Regions from separate parts of the Ovis aries genome. Here region 2 is linked to region 1. The links are chromatin contacts, called in public Hi-C maps. All regions are on one chromosome and are shown on one strand. The core of a region is the stretch at or near the end of the contact, and the rest is flanking DNA. Distances in the headings are between cores, read along the strand shown. Region 1 holds the start of ELF1 (E74 like ETS transcription factor 1). Region 2 holds the start of MTRF1 (mitochondrial translation release factor 1).

Region 1 (3,070 bases), core at 23-2,522:
AGGCCTATTGTCCGCGATCCAACACTTGCAGTAATCACAGAATTTCTTTGGTTGTGACTTCCAGTAGTCTGCCCTGGAAAAGAAAAAACAAGTTTATTTAGAACCTAAAAAGGTAATTTTTGCGTGATTTACATCTTCAACTTACAATCCGACATGCAGGCTTCACAATCTTGTTACACACAGCATCCTGCTTTATCATTTAGCCGATTGAAAGCAGTCAACTGAAATTGCTGCCACTAGAGTAAAAAAGTCTGCACCGTATTTAAAACTCCCTTCAACAAAATAGCTTTTAAAAATGTATCATTTGTGATTGTCATCAGTGTTAAGAAATAAGGAACATGTTGGAGAAGATCATCCATTCCTTTCTGGCATTTTCGGAGGTGAGGAGACTTGAAGAAACTCAAAAAGTTCACGTTAAATCGTTATTTCCACTCAAAGAACTAAACATAAGACGCTTCTGGTGGGAGACTGTGGCTCCTCCGAGACTATCAGTTAATAGTTTGTTCTTGAGCCTCAAGGCAAGAGAGTTGGAAAAGCCAATGGATCTCTCAGCTGGCAAGACCAAAAATTAAAGTCATAAGCTAACCAGGGCTGGCCGCTTCTAGCAGGCGGAGGCGGCAGCGGTGGCCGCAGTCCAACCCTCCGGTTTCACAACACCCCACGGTTCAAGCGCCGCCAGAACGAGGATGCTCGCGGGCCCCGACGGTGGAGGCGGCGGCAGCCCTCTGTCGCTCCACGGCGGCCGTCCTACCTGCAGGGGCCGCCAGGCTCCCTGCCAGAGCCCGCGCGTCCCCACCCCGGGACGGGAGAACCGGCCGCGCCGGTCCGCAGCCGGCCCCGAGCGAGTTAAGGGCGCTTCCGTCACGCCCCTGGCCGAGGGCGCGCGGGGGGAGAGGGGCGGTGGCGGAGGGAGAGACCCGGCGGGAGAAGGGCCGCCCGGAGAAACAAGACCTCGTTGTTTGAGAGCCTGAGAAACCCACTCACATGACTGGACCAGGCGCTCCGCGGGCCGCCCCCGGCCCCGGGCGAGGCTCGCGTTCTCCGCGCGGGGAGAACCAGGCCCCAGCTCACCACGAGGCCCTCCGCAGCCTCGGAGCGCGGACGCCTCCCGCCGTCCCCGGGGCCCGCGTTCCGCCGCTCCCGACTACGGGTGCCCCGGCGACCCAATCCGCGTTCGCGCTCTCCTCCCCTGCGCTCCTCCTCGAGGGGCGGGCCTCCGGCTCCCCGAGAGGTGGGGTCGTTATAAGGGGCTGAGGTCGCCGAGCAGGGGCGAGAGCGCGACGGGACTTGGGGGCACGCTCGAGTCTCGCGTCCCCGCGTCAGCTCGCCTTCTCTCTCTCTCTTTTCCCCTCCCGAGGTCCAGAACCTCCACCTCCTTCTAGGCTCGCTGGCTCGGGGCCCGAGGAGCTCGCGCGCCGCCTCCGCCCCGAACGCAAACAGCTGTTCCCAGAGACGTCGCCGCCCTCAACTTTGCCAACTGGTCCGCACGCACTTTGACCGGCGGAGCAGCCCGGACCCGTAGGCTGGGGAGGGGGCCGTTGGCGGAGTTTAAAAAAAAAAAAAAGAAAGAAAGGTGAAAGAGCTGGTTTCGGGGCCGAGAGTCGCTGGGCTTGGCCTCAGAACTTTTCCTCAGCCGGCGGAGCGACCCCGCCCCACCGCTGGGACGCCCGCGCGCTCCTGCCAGGCGCGCTCCCGGGCTCGCGAGCGCGTGGGGAGCTGGGGAGCAGGCGGCGGCGGCCCCGAGGCGGCGGCGGCTGCGGGTGGTGGAGCTGGGGCGGCGGCGGCGGCGTTCGCTCTTGTCAGGTGAGTCACCGCGGAGCTTCTCACAGCACTTCCCATATGGTCTAGCGGTTAGGATTCCTGGTTTTCACCCAGGCGGCCCGGGTTCGACTCCCGGTATGGGAACGTGGTAACATTTTTCAGAAACTGACAGGCGAAACCGACTTGTTTTATTTCCAGTGGCTCTGGCTCTTTTTTTTTTCTTGACCCCACCGCCCCATCCAGGTGATTTTGGTGGAGAACGCGCCCTAGAGCCCTGCGGTGAGATCTGCGCTGCCTCGAGTGCGGAGCCGGGCGGGCGGGAGGAGCGGGTGCGCTCAGGCTGCCGCTGCTCGCGCGGGAGGCCGGCGGGGCAGAGGCGCGGGGCGCGGGGCGCGGGGCGCCGCTTCTCCCGGGGCCGTCCTCCCGCCGCTGCGGGCCCGGGCCGTCCCCTCCCCAAAGCTCGGGAGGCGATGATTAACCCCGGCCTCGCCTTATCGGCCCCCAGCGCCCCCGGCAGGCACACACCCTCGCCTCGGACGGTCCCGAGCGACGCGGGGCGTGTTCGCCCGCGCCCGGCTCGGAGCCCCGAGTCATCGCCCCCGGGGTCTTCACTAGAAACACCCCGCCCGCCCCCCGGGCCCCCGACACAAAGCAGCCCCCGGGCGGGGTGCGGGCCGGGGACCCCCGACGGCCCGGGCGCGCTCTCCCGACCGCGCCGCTGCCGCCCGCCCGGCGCGGGTCCCCCCGGGGCGCCCGAGCCCCGCGCCGGGGGCACCCGGCTTGACATGTGGGGCGCCGGCCGCGGTTCACAGAAAGCACCCCAGACTCGGGAGCCGCAGACCTGAGTGCTTTGGCTCGGGAAGGGCGAGGGCATCCGTCCGGTTCTCCGCGCCCCCCTCCGCGCCCAACACACACACACGCGCGCGCGCGCGTTCTGCAGAAGAAAAATAACCACTGGGATGAGATGTCTTTCAAGAAGAAATGTGACTTCTCCAAAAGGTCTATAACGTTTTGAGCGCCGCGGCTAGCAAATCCTGGCGTGGTGGTGGGGCTCGGAAGAGAGAAAATTGGCCGGAGCCTGGGGAGGGGATGTTATAACAAAGTTTCACTGTATTTTTAAATATAGAAGCCCTGTGTTTATTACAAAGAAGGGGCAGCTGCGTCAGCAGCATGTGAGTTGTAAATGAAACAAAAGCATTATCTTAAATGCAAGCTGAAATGAGAAAATGGGGTGAGCTATATAATGTTTAGCCTATTGGGCCTCTGGGAACAAATGAAGCGGGAAGAAGTGGCTCTTGTGGATGGGTTT
Region 2 (2,775 bases), core at 84-2,583, 200 kb before region 1:
AAGAAAATATCCTGTGAAGTCAGTAATATGGAATTTTTGTTGCCTCTTCTTTTCAGGAAGAAATACTGAGGCACAGAGTTCAATATCTGCAACATAAATAAGTATCCTACTTGAATATTTAAAGTAAGGCAATATATTTGCATTTTGCTGGAATTGTTTGTTATTTATGTTTCTAATGCTTTACTTAATTGATGTTTTACTTAATGTACTTACTCAAACCTAAATTGAGCCCCCAAATTCTGTTTATGCATATACAACAGATATAAAGTCACTAACCTGTGACTATACATGGTCTCCCATATTTTGGATCCTCCTTGTGACTTTCAGGGCTTCCCAGGTAGTGCTCAGTTCAGTTCAGTTCAGTTCAGTCGCTCAGTCGTGTCCAACTCTTTGCGACCCCATGAATCGCAGCACGCCAGGCCTCCCTGTCCATCACCAACTTCCGGAGTTCACTCAGACTCGCTGACACCATCGAGTCACTGATACCATCCAGCCATCTCATCCTCAGTCGTCCCCTTTTCCTCCTGCCCCCAATCCCTCCCAGCATCAGAGTCTTTTCCAATGAGTCAACTCTTCGCATGAGGTGGCCAAAGTACTGGAGTTTCAGCTTTAGTATCATTCCCAGGGTTGATCTCCTTCAGAATGGACTGGTTGGATCTCCTTGCAGTCCAAGGGACTCTCAAGAGTCTTCTCCAACACCACAGTTCAAAAGCATCAATTCTCCAGGTAGTGCTAGTGGTGAAGAATCTGCCTGCAATGTGGGAGACCCGGGCTTGACCAGGGTAGGGAAGACCTGGAGGAGGAAATGGCAACCCACTCCAGTATTGTTGCCTGGAGAATCCCATGGACATGGGAGTCTGGAGGCCTATAGTCCATGGGGGTCACCAAGAGTGGAACACAACTTGCTATCTGAGTACTGCTATGATTTTTTTAAAGATATACATTTACAGTCTCAACTAGCCATTAGGCATTTTCTCAGGCAAGGAAAGCTGAAAAGTACAGCTATTAACGTTCGGAATCCTGTAAACTTTCGAATCCTCCTTTATATATTAAAAAAAAAATCAGGAATCCCTGCTGTAGTGGCTCCACGTGTAAGGAAATTTTTTTATATCTTCAGCTCTTAATCAGAACTGTAGAGAACTTCCCTTTTGAGCTTGCCTGAAACTGGGAAAACCGAAGCTGCAGCTTCGGCCTAGAGGGTTGGGGGCGGAGCGCCTGTCCGACGTAAACTACAACTCCCAGGACTCCCCGGCCGACGCTCCCGGGAGTCGTTCATTCAACGCGCCAGCCCGCGTTACCCGCACACCTCCCCTCTCCCTCCCCTGGCAAGCCACACTTTGGGTTCTGACTCCAGATGAGCAAGCCCAAGGCCGTCTCGGGGGAAGTTTCCTTGCTGTATCGTTTTCTCTGCTGTTTCCTCTGTTAGCTTATGTTGCGCACACTCAAGAACTCCTCTTCCGCAGAGGAGTGGAGACGCCCGAGGAGGCGGGGTCGGGCTCTAACCCAGACTGGGTGAACCCGGAGGTGAAAGGGATCCGGTGACCGATGGGCTGAAATGTAGTGGATCAAAGAAGGTTCCGACTTCAGTAAGGAAAACTAGTGTCCTTAATTTTTTTTACTACTCACAGTTCATGTCTCTTTTCTGATCTTAAAAGTCTTATTTTCTTTCTCTAGCCTTTTTCCCCCCTGGTGCCTCCCTATGGGATCATTCCTGATACCGAGTAACTCAGCGTAACTTACACGTGGTACTCTCGTGCGGGCTTAGAGTCGCTACTGATTTGCCGAGGCTGAGAGTTCCTAGAATTTCAGATTAATCTTGTTAACTATTTGTGTGTATGGGGGCGAGGGGGTGAGGGGTGAAGGAGAAGACTTGCAATTCTGAAGTATAGATAACCCTAGAGGGTGAAGGTCTTAGGGTTTACTTAACATTGAAGTTCATGACCTAGAGAGGTATTTTTACTTGTTGTTCAGCCGCTTAATGGTGTCCGACTCTTCACCAGGCTTCCCTGCCCTTCACAATCTCTGGGAGTTTGCCCAGACTCCTGCCCATTGAGTCGATGATGCCATCCAGCCATTTCATCCTCTGTCCTCTCCCTTCTACTAACTGTTCCTAAAAAGGAAGTCTAGCTAGAAGTGTTTCAACAAAAATCTTTTTGCCGTTTTTTTCTGTCCTCTTTCAAATGGACACACCTGTGATGGAGACTAGATGTTGCTACCCATCACGGTTCTTGGCCTCCTTAATCACTAGAAAGTATTCAGAGGCTAGTCAGGAAATTGAAAGAAGGCTTTATTGAGGCCCCTGCTACAGCAGGGGCCAGCCAGAACAAGTTTGCTTGCTTGCTCACTTGCTGGGGGTGGGGAGACAGAGGCGAGCTTGTTCGTGTCCGGGGTCGGAAGGAGGGATAGCTTAAGTGGTTTGTCCCTCCCTTTGAGGGGTCATGCGTAGGACCATGCTTTTACGCCCAGCTCTTCAGGCTCTTGGGAGGTGGCAGGTGGGCTTTTTGGTTTCTTTGTATCTAGGTGTCTAGAATCTGCCCCAACTGCGCATGCACGCAGTTAAGTCCCTTATAGTTCCTTTGTGTTTTGTTGCTCCTGGAGATGTTTGTCCAGGTGCAGGCATGGTATCCCTGCACCAGCGGGTCCCAGGCCCCAGCCCCCAGCCTGTCTCAATGTGAAGACGAGTAGTAACTCCTGGAGGACTAGCATTTGTGGCTACTGGACACTGGTGCCCTCTTTAGAGTATGATTAAGTTACATTTTGTTAGCAGAACCCTTT

The links. A called contact is a pair of places that touch in the nucleus more often than the background predicts.
Region 2: a contact with region 1 is called in a Hi-C map of liver, with 4 times the contacts expected there. The contact joins the promoter of MTRF1 here to the promoter of ELF1 in region 1. A contact is called at or near these places in 3 of 16 Hi-C or Micro-C datasets (hypothalamus and liver).

The regions. Positions count from the first base shown.
Region 1 is chr10:11,651,340-11,654,409 of ARS-UI_Ramb_v3.0, reverse strand. ELF1 (E74 like ETS transcription factor 1) reads left to right here and starts at 1,272. Exons shown (of 9, transcript XM_060394267.1): 1 at 1,272-1,803. It overlaps WBP4 (WW domain binding protein 4), which reads right to left and starts at 1,142. Exons shown (of 10, transcript XM_004012044.5): 1 at 985-1,142; 2 at 1-73. The coding sequence starts at 986. TRNAE-UUC (transfer RNA glutamic acid (anticodon UUC)) reads left to right here and starts at 1,834; the gene lies at 1,834-1,905.
Region 2 is chr10:11,850,860-11,853,634 of ARS-UI_Ramb_v3.0, reverse strand. It overlaps MTRF1 (mitochondrial translation release factor 1), which reads left to right and starts at 1,333. Exons shown (of 10, transcript XM_004012046.6): 1 at 1,333-1,586.